Linked DNA regions of Mus musculus: region 1 is linked to region 2. Evidence: chromatin contacts called from public ChIA-PET data. All regions are on one chromosome and are shown on one strand. Each heading gives the region's core, a stretch centred on a gene start, on an enhancer-like site or on the middle of the called end of the contact. The rest is flanking DNA. Distances are from core to core; before and after follow the strand shown.

Region 1 (7,350 bases), core at 14-2,513, 170 kb before region 2:
CCATTCGTGTGCTGATTCTTGAAATGGTCAAAATCGGAAACAAAAGCCAAGGAGGATTTGTGTCTGCACTGACCCTTTACCCCAGCATGGGCAAAACACATGTTGCCTCTTTCCTGTTCCTTGGCTATTCCATGCAGAAGGTAGAGGGTCGAGCCTGGACAATGCAAATGAACGGTGGGTGGGATTCAGCCAGGGGACCTCTACAGGGAGAACTAGAGATGGAAGATAAAAACTCAGCCCCCTCCTAACCACCACACCTCAGTGTATGTGGTTCGGAAATCTCCATTCTTTGATGCAATACTCAGGCTTATGGGTGTTTACTGCACACAGAGCCTATGAAACCCTAGGCTACACTGCTACTTTCAGGCAGCTTTACCTGTGGGATAAGAAACTTGGCGGAGAAGTGATGTCTGAGCATGAAGAAGCAAAACGAGACTACAGGAAGCAGCCTAAAGGAGACAAGTGTAGCCAGCTCCCTTTACACAGCTTCTGGCTTCATTTAACCCAGTCGGGGAAAACATGCTGTAAGGGCACGCAGGAGCATGGATGACATAGGGCCCCTGGCTCAGGTAGACATCCATCCTTTCATCTGAATCCAGCAGCTTCTTCGCTCTGCCTGGGCTCTCTGTTTTCTCCATTATCTACCGAAGGCTGGATTCCTCTTTAGGATTACAATCTTTGTTAAGGTTGTCCTATATGATTGACACGTATGTCCCCAGAGACCTACAGAATGATCCGAAAGCCTCCACCTAACTCCACCTTTCCAGGCTCCTCCCTCAGAGTGGCTGGCAGCTGGAGCAAAGGCAGCCCCCTGTGATCTGGGGCTGAAGTGGAAGCCGAGGCAGTCCCCCTCCCAATCATTTTTCCTTCCCCGGCCTCCAACAAGTAAGACAGAAACCTCAAAGGACAGTGAGGGGTTAAGCTCCTTATATGGAAATGAGACTCCTTCCTGTGCGGAAATAAGTGTTTTAGCTTCAAGTACACACACACACACACACACACATAGGCACACACACACACATAGGCACACACACACACACACACACATACAGGCACACGCACACACACACGCACGCGCGCACGCTGGCGGCGGCGGCGGGGGGCGGGGCGGAGAAGGGGGGCGCGCGGGCGCGCGCGCGCCTTCAGATAAAATTCCCGAAGCTCCTTCTCTTTGGCGGGGGCGGAGGGTGGCGGGCAGCAGGGGCGGGGCCGGGAAAGGCCACTTTGCGCAGCGCAGACAGAGGGATGAGTCATCAAAAAGACTCGGGGAAAGGAAGCGGAACTAGTCATCAGAGCCGGGAAAAGAGGTAGCCAGTCATTAGACAGGGATGGTGTCAATCATACTTTCTCCACCAATGATCTGAGAGTCTCTCAGGCCTCGCAGACCGGAAAAGGGGTCTTGGGAGGCGGTCTAAAGCTGCTGAGATCCGAAAAGCTTGGGCGCTGGCGGCGGCCAAGGCTACGGACGCGCGCAGGGCCCCCTGGCAGGAAGATGGCGTTTGCCGTCAAGGTCACATGGCCACTTTTGAGCACTAAAACGAAAGACTAGCTAAGAAAGAGTAGGGACGGCCATCATGGGGCCGGATTTTCAGAAAGCTGTCAGGATTCCAAGTTGTTTTTTTTCCAGTTCGCAAGCACATTTGTCTTAGTTATCAGCCATATTCTAAACACATCGTACAGCTCTGGGAAAGGGCGGGGTCTTCCCTGGGCTTTTTTCCCCCTCTGCAAGCCTGAAAAGGGGTGGACGAAGCCTGGGCTAGAGTGGTTGGAGGAACTACAGGAGGGCAGCACTTGACAAAATAAAAGCACCCACCCGGGTCTTGACAGGCTTGGGAGACCAGGAAGGGAGGCCGATTCTGCCCACCACCTTTTTTTTTTTGGTTTTTCGAGACAATGTTTCTCCGTGTAGCCCTGGCTGTCCTGGAACTCACTCTGTAGACCAGGCTGGCCTCGAACTCAGAAATTCTCCTGCCTCTGCCTCCCAAGTGCTGGGATCAAAGGCGTGCGCCACCACACCCTGCTCACTGCCCACCACTCTTAATCCCTAAAGGTCCATGCCAGGCTTAGCTCCAGGTAGTGAGTGAGGTCCAATGCCTGAGCCCTCTCTAGTTTGGAAAAGTTGATTTGATTAAGTTCCTTGAATAGGTTCAATGTAAATTCAGGATCAGAAATCTTAAAACTTTACAATTTACAAGATAAAATATGTCAATCTGTGTAAAATGTGTTGTTGTTTATGAGGTGACCCACAAACATTACTTGGGAAGTTTTCTTGTTCCCTTGCCAAGCTTGGTAGCCCATACCTTTAATCTCGGCACTCAGGAAGCTGAGGCAGGAGGATCTTGGTGAGTTTGAGGCTAGTCTGGTCCACATATTTCCAGGAAACCCTGGGCAATATGGAGATACCCTATCTCAAAAGGGAAGGGGGGGTCTTTTTGAGCTGCGCCTGCGTACGCCTTTAATCCCAGTACTGAGGGGTGGGGGCAGAAGCAGGTGGATCTCTTGAGTTCCAAGCCAGCATGGTCTACAGAGGGTTCTAGGACAGCTAGGGCTACACAGAGAAAGCCTGTCTTGAAAAACCAAAAGAAACATTTTTTGAGACATGGTTTTCTTTATTGCACAGCTCTCAATGTCCTGGAATTCACTTTGTAAACCAGGTTGGCCTCTCACAGAGAGCAGCCTGTCTCAGCCTCCTGAGTGATGGGATTTAAGGTATGTGCCACCACACCAGGCTTGAAAAGTATCTTAACTGAAAGATAAAAAGGGACTTGTCCACATCTTGGCGAGTATGGTTAAAGGGCCTTTACTCATGGACCCCCGTTTTGTGGGAACCAGGGAAGAGTTGGAGCCTATGCAAATAAAAAAGCAGCTTTCTAGGAATCAAAACACCGTAAAGATGGCTCTCTCTCTCTCTCTTTTTTGTTCTTTCTGCTATTTTCATTTCCCTCTGCAATTATGTACCCTCTCCATCAATAATCTCATCAATATCTGCAGTCCTTAACCTGTGGGTCTTGACCCCTTTGTGGGATCAAACAGCCATTTCACAGAGGTTGCCTAAGACCATCAGAAAACGCAGATATTTACATTACAATTCAGTAGCAAAATTACAGCTATGAAATAGTAACAAAAATAAGTCTGTGGTTGAGGGTCACCATAATATGAGGAACTGCATTAAAGAGTTGCAGCTTTTGGAAGGTTGAGAACTGCCTTCTTTAGTTTAGAGTATAAACTGAGAGCTGTTCCAGAATTTATAAACAAACAGAAGAGCCTTCAAGTCTAAGCCTGGGATGGGTTATGACAGAAACAAGGTTGAAGAATCCCTAGGATTGGAGACTGTGGTGGAAAGAGTACCATCTTCCTTAACTCAGTCTTGCAATGCTCAACTCGGTCATTGCCATTCAAGCTATTACTCCTGTGTGTTCTCTATTATCACACTGTGAGGATTCACCAGAACAGTCAGTGGCTTTTGTTTTAAATTTGAGACAGGATCTTTCTTTGTTATCCAAGCTGGTCTTGAGTTTGTGATCTTCCTGCCTCAGCCTCTTGGGTATCCGGGACTGCAGTTGGGCTCTAATTTCTCCAGGTTTAGTTTCACAACACATTGTGGAATGGACTTTTCTGGAACATCTGCTTATCTCTCAGCCTTTTAGTGGGGCTACAGGAATCCTAAGTATAACTCTAGGCCATTTAGGAGGAAAACATCACTTAAGCCTGAGTTCATGGAAAAGCAGACTCTTTTGCTCACTGTAAAGGTTACGGGCAATTTCCTGGGTCTGGCTTAGAGATTTACAGACACTCAAGTCATCATATGAGAGAGTGCATAAGTGGAGAGTTTGAAGAGGGTGTGGCAAACCCAATCCTGTAGTGCTCCAGAAAAAGATACATTCCCAGAGGCACTCTGGAGAAATGGAAATCCTGACAACATAGAAAAGAGCATCTGCGACACTCAAAGCAGTACTTGCCCTCGCTCTTTCTTTTGCTTTCCACATATCCCAAACAGCATCTGTCTTGGCGACCCATTAGGGAACAAAGCTAGGCTGAGTGCTGGAAAGGCAGGAAAGGGGCCTGCTCTATCCTATCTTGGACACCAGGTGGCAGTAGATCCCAACAGTAGTTCTGAAAAAGCCATTTGGAAAATGGACCTTGAGAGCCCTTGAACTATTTTCCTACGCCTTGCTCCCTACATGGAACTGGAGAATAAGAAGCCTTTTCAGGTGTGATGGACAATCATCCTTCAGGGAGCCACTTCCAGCTGAAGCTTCATCTCTCACCCATCTCTGTGTCCAACTGTTGGAACGCTGATCAGGCTCCCTGAAATACAGTCATAGTCCCTGCTCCTTCCAGAAACGTGTTTCTCAGCTGCAGATAAAGAAGGCTTGGAGAACCAGGCAGCATACACGAGCTGCTCTGAGGCCCCTGACACATATACAGCTGAGAACTGCCTGGTTTGGCCTCAGTCAGAAAGGATGTGACTAACCCTTGAGAGACTTGAGGCCCCAGGGAGTGGAGAGGCCTGGAGGGGCGGGCGGGTGGGGGTGGGGGTGGGGGTGCTGGGGAGGGGACGACATTCTCTTAGAGGGGTGGGGGAGATGGGACGAGGAACTGTGGGAGGGCAGACAGGGAGTCCGGTAACAATTGGAGTGTGAAAAAATTAAAAATAAATAAAATTTAAAAGGCAGTTATTTCTCATTCAAAGTCAAAGCAGATTTATTTTTTAAGCAAAAAGAAGGAGGGTGGAGATTGTAGCTCAACAGTTAGGAGCATTGAGTGCTCTTCCAGAAGACCTGGGCTCCATTCCCAACAACCACATGGTCTGTAACTCCAGTTCCACCACACAGGAAAGTGATGTACACATATGGAGACACAAATAAAATAGTAATTAAAAATATTTCTTAAAAAGAACAAAGGTGTTCTTTTAGTTGTGTTTATAGATGCCTTCACCCCCTAGAAGAGTGTTTTTTTTTTCCTTCAAGGAAGTCAGTCAGAGAAACTCACACATGAGAACTAGGTTCTCAAACTAGCTTCTGCTCAGATTCTGCCTTCCCATCTAGTGAAATGCAGAAGGCTCGCATCGTGGGCATGCTGAGAGCGGCACAGTCTAAAATCACTGGGATGTGACTGACCCACTCCACTGCCCCTTCCTGTCAGGCATAACTGCTCCCAGCGCTGTGGTCACATTTCTGACTCCTACAGTTCTATGCCTGGAACCATTTTTTTTTGGGGGGGTGGGCTGTCCCTGAGTCTAATGGACTCTCCACACATTTTTTTTGGGGGGGGAGGGGTTCTTTCTTGTTTTGATTTTTGTTTGTTCTAAGACATGTAGCCCAGACTGGGCTTGAACTCAGGATTCTCCAGTCTTTACTTCCTGAGCTCTGGGATTACAGGTATGTGTCACAACACCTAGGTGGACCCTCCCTCCCTGTTCTTAGTGACTGTGACACGAATGCCCTGTGTCTTGTTCTTGTACTTTATGATTTCATGAGTGAATCTGCTCGACAAAATCATGCATGAGCAAGGGCAAGGACCAGGTCTTTTTTTTTTTTTTTTTAATATGAAAACAGTTGGGCCCTGGTATCCTCAGAATCAGCAGAACAAAGTGTTATATTTGCATAGTGCTTACACTTTACCAAGCACATCCACATACATTCTCATTTAAGTCTCATGACAGCCCTGTGAGGTAGGTCTTATCTTCTCTAGTTTACAGATGAGCAAACAGACAGGTTAAGCAACTTGTCCAGGGTTAGACAACTGGGAGGAGGCAGAGGTGGAACTGAAGGCAGGTTTTCTAACCCCCTTTCTAGTTCTTCCAACTGTCTGTCTACATTCTTGTCTGGAAACTCCTTCCTAGAGTCTGAAACCATGAGGGCTCATCCAGAGAGCCCCCATTTCCAAAGAGTGCTTCAGTGAAATCCTATTTTGATTTAAAATGATCGATGTGCATATGAAGGGGAAGATATGGGGTAAAGCAGGCAAGAATGTGCATTTATAACTAGTCAGCCTGGACAAGTAGTCAATGGATCATCAAATTATCTAATTTGGGGATGGGGGTAGCATCTTATCTCACTGTGTAACCCATGCTGACCTTGAACTCAAGACTTTCCTGCCTCAGCCTCCCAAGTACTAGGTTTAGAAGCATGAGCCACCATGTGCTGGTTGTGCCGATAATTTTGTTTATTTTTTTTTAAACTTTTTTTTTTAAAGATTTATTTATTTATTATATGTAAGTACACTGTAGTTGTCTTCAGACACACCAGAAGAGGGAGTCAGATCTCATTACGGATGGTTGTGAGCCACCATGTGGTTGCTGGGATTTGAACTCCTGACCTTCAGAAGAGCAGTCGGGTGCTCTTACCCACTGAGCCATCTCACCATCCCAATTTTGTTTATTTTTAATTAACATTTATTTATTTTCTTTTTATGTGCATGTAGGTCTGTGCGCTTCTGTTATGTCATCAGGTCCCCTGTATCTAGAGTTACAGACGAGCACGAGCTGTCACGTGGGTACTGGGTTCTGGACCTGGGTCTTCTGGAGAAGCCAGTGCTCTTAATTGATGAGCCACATTTCTAGCCCCTACCCCCTTTTAAAGTTTTATTTTAGTTTTATTTGTGTGTGAGAGTCTGTGTATGCAGTTGTGAGCCAGCTGATGTGGGTGCTGAGAACTGAACTTGGGTTTTCTGTTCAGAGCCGTGCTCAACTGAGTCATCTGCACCTCTGCCCCGTCATAGAACTAATGACTTGGATGAGGTATTGGTGGCTAAGGGATGTACCTCAGAGGTAGAATGCCCTTGCTTAGCATTCAAGGTTCAAGCCCCAGTAACACACACACACACACACACACACACACACACACACACACACACTCACTCACTCACAATGCCATGCTGTCAGAAAGCTCCCAAAGGGCTGCCATGAAATGAAATATACATCTTCAGAACCCAGTTCATCAAATGCAGACGCTTCAACCCTCGGGAGAGAGACATGATTTCCCATTCATCTTCATGCATGCTTTCAAGGGTTGGAGGTAACTCTGTGCTCACTAGTTCTGGGCATTAGCTCCTCAAACGCTAATCAGTTGAGCTCTACAAGGGCTGAGGGTGAGGAGGGAGCTCTGCCTTCTGTTGTGCATAGTAGGCCAGTGTGGAGGATTGTTCTGAGCTAGGACCTGGACATTACAAAGGCATTCGCAACCTGGAACAAAAGAGAATGCAGACGTGAGAGGGCTGGGGAAGCACTGTGTTCCGGCTGTTTATCCTGGAGCCGGGAAGGACAGAGTGAGTGTGCTGGTTCAGGGGTCAGTTTGCAGAAGGAGTCACCTTGTTTTGCTGCAGAAACAGGGGTTGTTAAGAGAAGAA
Region 2 (7,548 bases), core at 1,844-4,343:
CCTTTTAAAATGTTAAAGTAACTATTTATATTGCTTCCATGTTAAAATTACATTATTTTGGGCACTTTCTGTTAAATAAAATATGTTGTCAAAATGTTTCAGTGACTGGGGAGATGGCTTAGTGGGTAAAGTTCTTACAGTGCAAGCATGAAAACTTGAGTTGGCTCTCCAGAACCCCTGTCAAAATGTTATTTGCTAACCAATAAAGCTGAATTAGCGAGTTCCAGGTTCAGTGAGATACCCTCTGCAAACACAGCTCAAAAACACGTAAAAAAGATTATTCATGGGTTAGGCATAGTGATGCACACTGTTAATCCCAACACTTGGGAGGCAGAGGTAGTCGGACCTCTGAGTTTAAGGCCAGCCTGGTCTACAGAGTTCGTTCCAGGACAGCCAGGGCTATGTAGTAAGACCTTATCTCCAACAACAAACTCCCCCCAAAACATTCACCATGATCAAGTTGGTTTTATTCCAGAGATGTAGGTATTGTCCAATATATGTAAGTGTTATAAATTTCATAAGTTAACTCAAGAACAGAAATCACATTGTCACCTTGATAGACCTAGAAAAGGCTTTTTTGACAAAATCTAACATCTCTGCATGTTAAAAATTCCCAAGAAGCTCCGAATAAAAAAATAAAAGAATCTTAACATAATAAAGGCTATGTATGTGATAAACATAGCCAACATCATAATAAATGGAAAAAACTGAAAGCATTCCTACTAAGATCAGGAAAAAGGCAGAGAGTCTACTCTTTCTACATCTATTCAATATGGTGCTGGAAATATTTGCTAGAGCAATAAGATGATAAGCAAACAAAAGGGATACAAATAGGAATGAAGGAAGCGAAAATAACTCTATTTACTTAAGAGCCCCTAAAGACTCCACCAGAAAACTCTTGGGACTGATAAAACACTCTCAGCAAAGTGGGAGGATACAAAGTTAATGTATAAAATTAGCATCTTTCCTATGTGTCAATGACAGGCATACTGAGAAAGAAATAATAGAAACAATTCCATTCTCAATAGCATAAAAATACTTTGGACTAAGCCTAACCAGGGATGTGAAAGGTATCTCCAATGGAAAGGCCTCTTGTGCTCATGGATCTGAAGAATTAAGATTGCAAAATTGGCCATCCTGACAAAACCAACATACAGATTCAGTGCAACCCCAGTCCCAATCCCAGTGATATTCTCCACAGAAATTAAAATTGTTAAAATTCATATGAAGCATAAAAGACCCCAGATAACTGGGGCAATCCTGAGCAAAAAGAATACAGCTGGAGCTATCACTGTACCTCATTTCAAGTTATTCTACAAGGCTATAGTAAAAAAGCATTATGGTACTGGCACAAAAGCATCCATATAGATCAACTAAATGAATTACCGGATCCAGATACAAGGCCACATAATTACAGCCACCAGATCTTGGAGAAAAGAGAACATTTGCAGCAAACAAGTGTGGGAAAACTGGATATTTGCATGTAGAAGCATGAGATGACTCCATGGCTCCTACACTCACACGTGCACATACCTACCTACAGTCAAAGGTGTGCACACATACGCCAAAACAATAGAAATAAGTATTTTTCTCTAAAAAGACTCCAACAGAAATTGTCAATCAAGTGTAGAGACAACCTACAGAATGGGAAAAATATTTTCTTTTCTTTTCTTTTTTTTTTTTTTTTTTTTTTGGTTTTTCGAGACAGGCTTTCTCTGTGTAGACCCGGCTGACCTGGAACTCACTTTGTAGACCAGGCTGGCCTTGAACTCAGAAACCCGCCCGCCTCTGAAAAATATTTTCTAATTATATATCCGAGAGGATTAGTATCTAAACAAAGAACTCAAGAAAACTAAACATCAAGAAAACAAACAAGACTGACATGGTGGCTTATGTCTTTAATCCCCGCACTTGGGAGGCAGAAGCAGGTGGTTTTCTTTGAGTTTGAGGCCAGCCTGGTCTACAGAGTGAGTTCCAGGACAGCCAGGGCTGCACAGTGAGACCCTGTCTCAAGGAAGGAAAGATGGAAGGAAGGAAGGAAGAAAACAACCCATTCAAAAAAGGAGTTATGCAATGGAAAGAGAGTTCTCAGAAGAAATACGAGTCAGTAATAAAAACTTTTAAAAGTGCTCAACATCATTAGTCATCAGGGAAGGGCAAATTAAAAGTGCTTTGGGTTTTCATTTCACCCCAGTCAAAATGGCTATCATCAAACAAAACAACAACAAAACAAAACTAGAAAACAACAAATACTGGCAAGGATTCAGGGAAAGGAGGAGCCTTAATATACCATTGGTGGGAGTGTAAACTAGTGTAGCCATTATGGAAATCAGTATGAACTGTTCTCAAAAAGGTACAAATAGAATTACCATATGACTGGGCTATACCTGGGCACACACCCAAAGGACTTTATGTCTTATAACAGGGATACTTGCACATTCATATTCATTGTTGCTCTATCTACTCATAATAGCTAGGGGATGGAATCAGCTTAAATGCCTATCTACTGATATATAATGAAACATGGTACATTTACACAACGGGAATTTATTCAGCTGTAAAGCAAAATGAAATTTGTAGGAAAATGGATGGAACTAGAAAAATCACCTTGAGTGGGGTAACCCAGGCCTAGCATTACAAATGGTACGTGTTCTTTCTCATATGTGAGTCCTAGCCTCACATTTTTATATTTATGTATTTAATTTGAATGTCTATAGAGGTCAGAAAACTGGAAAATGATGGGAAGAAGCCTCACTTGGGGGAGAGGATAGTAGAGCATGTGATATTAAAGTAAAGGAGGAGACTACTTGGGGCTCAAGGGTTAAAAAAGGATGAGGGTGGAGCATAGCGGATGGGAGTGGAGGAAGGAAGGAAGTAGGCATGTATGAAAAAGCCGCATGCAAACTTCTTTTTCTAATTTCAACTTCATTGTACTTTTTTCTTTTGTTGTGGTGAATAAGTGAATGAAAATGAATAAGAAATGTGTAAAACCCTAAGTGATATTCCATTTGCTTTATGAATGGCATTTCTAACTGTATTTCCACTGTGATTTATAGAATTTAGGATCGGTTAAGTGTTTGAGTGGTTTCACTTTAGCTGTGTGATGTGTTTGTTTGTAAGCTAATTAGAATAAAGTGATTTTATTTATTAAAAAAGAAACCTAGTGCTTTGTATTAATTAAAAATATAAATTACGGAGCTAGAGAGATGATTCAGTGATTAAGAGCATTTGCTGTTTTTCCAGAGAACCCTAGTTCAGTTTCCAGCAGCCACGGCAGGTAGCTCTAGCTCTGGGGAATTCAGTGCTTCCGGCCTGTGTGGGCACCTAGATTCACACACACACACACACACACACACACACACACACACACACAGAGAGAGAGAGTGCAAAGGCATGCATGCTTGCAAGACACTCACATACATACAAAATAATAATGTATACTTTATAGTTTAAAAGTTTGAATGAAGGTACCCTCTATTCAATGTTCCCCACAGAAAACATGGGTTATTAAATGAAAATTTCAGTGCCAGTGGGATACCTCCATATGAGTTATTGGTCAGATAGGCCTCAGAGGCCACCAACAGAACACAGGTCCGGGGAACAGAGGGAGCTCTGAGTGAGTAAACTCCTGAGTAAATGTGTATTGACAATGGGCTTGCCCACGTAAAGGATCCCAATGCTTTTGACCTATAGGAATTGTAAAGTCTTTCTTGAAGTAGGCTCAGGGAAATGGATGTCCTTGTCTGAGCACAAATATTGACAGTGGGTGCAGAAAATGTCCAAGTGTAGTGCCTCCTCCCCATGTTGCTTCTACCAAGATTAGCTAAACCTGCCTCCTTGCTTCAACAGTATGCAATAACTCTGCTTCCCTGTTCAGCTATGTATGTTCAACACGCTGCTGTCAAAGGCAGGGGGTACTGCAGCTTCTCCATCACAGAGCACACTTCGCCCCTCTCAGCTTTTCTGTGTCTGTCCTTTCTTCATTCCTTTGCTGCCCTAGTTAGGTCAATCCCTGGAGAGGAGCATGATGTGGCAAACAGGCTGTTGGCATTGCTCTTCATTGCTCACCATAGCCAGATGGTAAGAGTCTCTCTCGCTGAAGACACACTTCCCTTGCAGGACATGGAGAAATCAACTTGAACTGACCTGGAACCTTCCTTCCTGCTGGCAAACTTTCAGAGTGCTGGGGGTTTCTCTGCAGACTCTGAGGGGAGAAAAGTCATTGTAAGGCTAGATTTGTGTCAACATGACACAAGCTGTAGTCCTCCGAGAGGAGGGATCCTCAATTGAGAAAATGCTGCTATAAGAGCAGGTTGTATGCAAGCCTATAGAGCATTTTCTTAATTAGTAATTGATGTTGGAGGGCCCAGCCCATTGTGTGTGTTTCCATCTATAGGCTGGTGGTTCTGGGTTCTGTAAGAAAGCAGGCTGATCAAGTCATTATGAGCAAGCCAGTAAACAGCATCCCTCCATGGTCTCTGCATCAGCTCCTGCCTCCAGGTTTCTGCCCTGCTTGAATTCCTGTCCTGACTTCTTTTTTTTTTTTTTTTTTTTTCCTTTTTTTCGGTTTTTCGAGACAGGGTTTCTCTGTATAGCCCTGCCTGTCCTGGAACTCACTTTGTAGACCAGGCTGGCCTCAAACTCAGAAATCCACCTGCCTCTGCCTCCCAAGTGCTGGGATTAAAGGCGTGCGCCACCACTGCCTGGCTCCAAGGCAAGTCTTATTTAAAAACAACAAAACAAAACAAAACAAAACAAAAAACCCATTTAATTTGGACTTGCTTATAGTTTCAGAGATTTAGTCCATTATCAGCATGGTGGCACATAGGCAGACATAGTGCTGGAGAAGGAGCTGAGAGTTCTACAAACAGATCCACAGGAACAGAGAAGAAAGCCACTAAGTCTGGCTTGGGTTTTGAAGCTTCAAGGCCCATCCCCATTGACACACTTCCTCCAAGGCCACACCTCCTAATACTTTTTAAATAGTGACATTCTTTAGTGAGAAAGCATTCAAATATATAAACCTATGGGTGCATTTTTATTCAAACCATAGATTTAATGCTGTTCTCAACAACACTAAAGAGAAGCTTCAGTGGGCGATGGTCAGTGCAGAGACTCATAAATAGTCAAAGTGTTGTGACAAGTGACAGTTGAGTGCTCAACCCTCCAAGACTCAAGGAACATCACAGAAGAGAGGTGTCTTAGGGTTTTGCTGCTGTGAACAGACACCATGACCAAGGTAACTCTTATAAATGACATTTCATTGGGGCTGGCTTACAGGTTCAGAAGTTCAGTCCATTATCATCAAGGTAGGAGCATGGCAGCATCCAGGCAGGCATGGTGCAGGCGGAGCTGAGAGTTCTATGTCTTCATCTGAAGGCTGCTAGTGGAAGACTGACTTCCAGGCAGCTAGGATGAGGGTCTTAAGCTCATGATCACAGTGACACACCTACTCCAACAAGGCCATACCTTCTAATACTGCTACTCCGTGGGCCAAGCATATACAGACTATCACAGTTATATTCAGCCAATCATTTCTTCCCTGCATTAGTATTGTAGCTTACCTTTCCTCTGTCTGCCTGTGCAGTTCTACAATCTTATGTTTTTCCACAGTGGATATAATGATCTTTTCAGAAGGGTAAGAACCAATGCCTGTGATTATGATGGGATAAGTAACAAGGACTGAATTACCCTTTGTCTTTAATTATAAACCTGGACAAAATATGTGAAACCATAATTCAGAGCAGGGGAGCCTGGCTAACACCTAGCATTCTTGATTTGGGAGACAGGTTTCAGAATTTATTCAGGTAAGTCTGATGGCTAGGATTTGTAGGGTATACAGTAAAGCAGGGGAAATCAAGTGTGCCTTCCTGAGAGCTACAGTATGCAGCAGGGAGTGCCTCAGCACATGAAGTGCTAACCTGACACCAGGGAAGGAACCATCAGAAAGGAGCAGATCTGAGAGTGCAAAGCACTGGAAGTTGATTTGAGTACTTAGAAGGGTATTATTTCAAGAGTGGGGACGTGTTTGCTCTAGGCCAAAGGTTCCTCTGGGCTTGTTTAATAAAACTTAAAAGCAAGTCTCAAAGAAACTATCTCTAAGGAACCTAACTGCATCTCAGAACCAACCTCAAATATGTTTAAAGGAATAATAAAGAAAAAAAATCAGCACCCAAAACCACAAAATTCACTGACATCCAGTAACAAATTATTAGGTATGCAAAGCAAGGGAATGTTTTCCATAATTATAAGCAAAGTCAATTAATAGATTACCCAGGAAGAAAATGCATGATGGAATCAGCCAACCATGACATGGAGCTAGTTATGAATGTGTTCCATATGTTAATGAAGTACAGGAAAATGTGATCATGAGATCATACTTAGGAGAGACATTGGAGGATGTAGCAGATAAATAATTATAAGTCAAAATTCTAAAAGGGCCATGGTAGTACACACCTGTAGAAGCAGAAGAATCAATAGTTTAGGGCTAACCTTGGTCACATAATGAATTCAAGGTCACTGTGGGCTACAAAAACCCTGTCTCAAAATACCAAAACAATCACAAGGCAACTTGTAGAGACAGTGAATCCAGTCGCCGAGAAAAGTGATATACTTGGTGGGAGTAACAGATTAGATGCTAGTAAAATAAAGATGAACAACCTGAAGGCAAAGGCTTCTCAGGTAAAGGCACTTAATGCTCAACCCTGGAACCCAGGTTAGGTATACAGAGAGAAAGTCTACAAACTTGTCCTCTAACCTCCATGTTTGTTGCTATGGCACATGCCTTCTTTTCCCTACACCATACACAGTACATACACTAAAAAGAAAAGAAACTAAGGGAGACCACTGTTCTAAGTAAGGTAGGGAGAGACTTGGCTTTTCAATAAGAAAACATGAGCAAGTAGTCGTGACCTTAATGAGAAGTTTTATTGGAATGGAGTGACTGAGAGCCCACTTTATAGTACGTTAGAGAGTAAGGTAAAAATCAGCCAGAAAAGAAATGACTGATATAGCTCAGACTATGTTAAGCCGTTATTTTTCTTCTGTAGATAATTTTGGATAGATCCATTTGAGCCCTTCTGTTCTCTTGCCTGGCCTTCCTCATCCATACAGTTGGATGGAGGCTTGATGGAAGTGGAATGGTTTAACATGCCCTCATTCGTAAGTATGGCAGTTGACCAGCTTTCAGTCCTGGTACCTCTCCAGAAACTTTGAACCTTTTCACATGGTGGCAACATTTTAACAACGCAGGCCTTAATGTACAAGTGCTTTGAAAGCCTAGCTGCGCATCACACTTGCAGACATCTCATTGGCCAAAGCAAATCACACAGCCAAGTCCCGAGCTGGCAGGGAATTAGACTACCCAAAAATATGGATTCAAAGATTCATGATTCATTGGGAGCCTTCCACATCACCCATAATTATGTATTATGTTTTAGAGATATGTACTACAGGTGAAGAATAAATACAGAACATGTACTTAAATTAAAAAACACCAAAGCCTGGTGACCTCTGGGGAGGGAGAGGGAAGAGGGGCCAGAAACCTAA

The links. ChIA-PET counts read pairs in DNA pulled down with a chosen protein or histone mark.
Region 1: an RNA polymerase II ChIA-PET map of memory CD8 T cells shows a contact between it and region 2, with 75 read pairs. The contact joins two enhancer-like sites. A contact is called at or near these places in 3 of 484 Hi-C or Micro-C datasets (bone marrow-derived macrophages, embryonic fibroblasts and reprogramming fibroblasts), 10 of 115 datasets of contacts at active chromatin or transcription factors (the 230-238 cell line, the NIH/3T3 cell line, T-cell acute lymphoblastic leukemia and 5 more) and 1 of 9 other capture datasets (embryonic stem cells).

Annotation. Positions count from the first base shown.
Region 1 is chrX:101,326,599-101,333,948 of GRCm38.p6, reverse strand. No RefSeq gene overlaps it. Among named protein-coding and RNA genes, the nearest start is that of Gm31385, 7.8 kb to the left of the region's middle. Within about 2 kb of position 1,263, at least 396 of the 459 cell types and tissues checked have an H3K27ac peak or open chromatin away from gene starts, as enhancers often do. A contact at or near this core is called in the 230-238 cell line, bone marrow-derived macrophages, memory CD8 T cells and 1 more, where this site is marked.
Region 2 is chrX:101,159,241-101,166,788 of GRCm38.p6, reverse strand. It overlaps a transcript of Snx12 not described here. Among named protein-coding and RNA genes, the nearest start is that of Gm24061, 21 kb to the right of the region's middle. Within about 2 kb of position 3,093, at least 18 of the 459 cell types and tissues checked have an H3K27ac peak or open chromatin away from gene starts, as enhancers often do. A contact at or near this core is called in the 230-238 cell line, bone marrow-derived macrophages, memory CD8 T cells and 1 more, where this site is marked.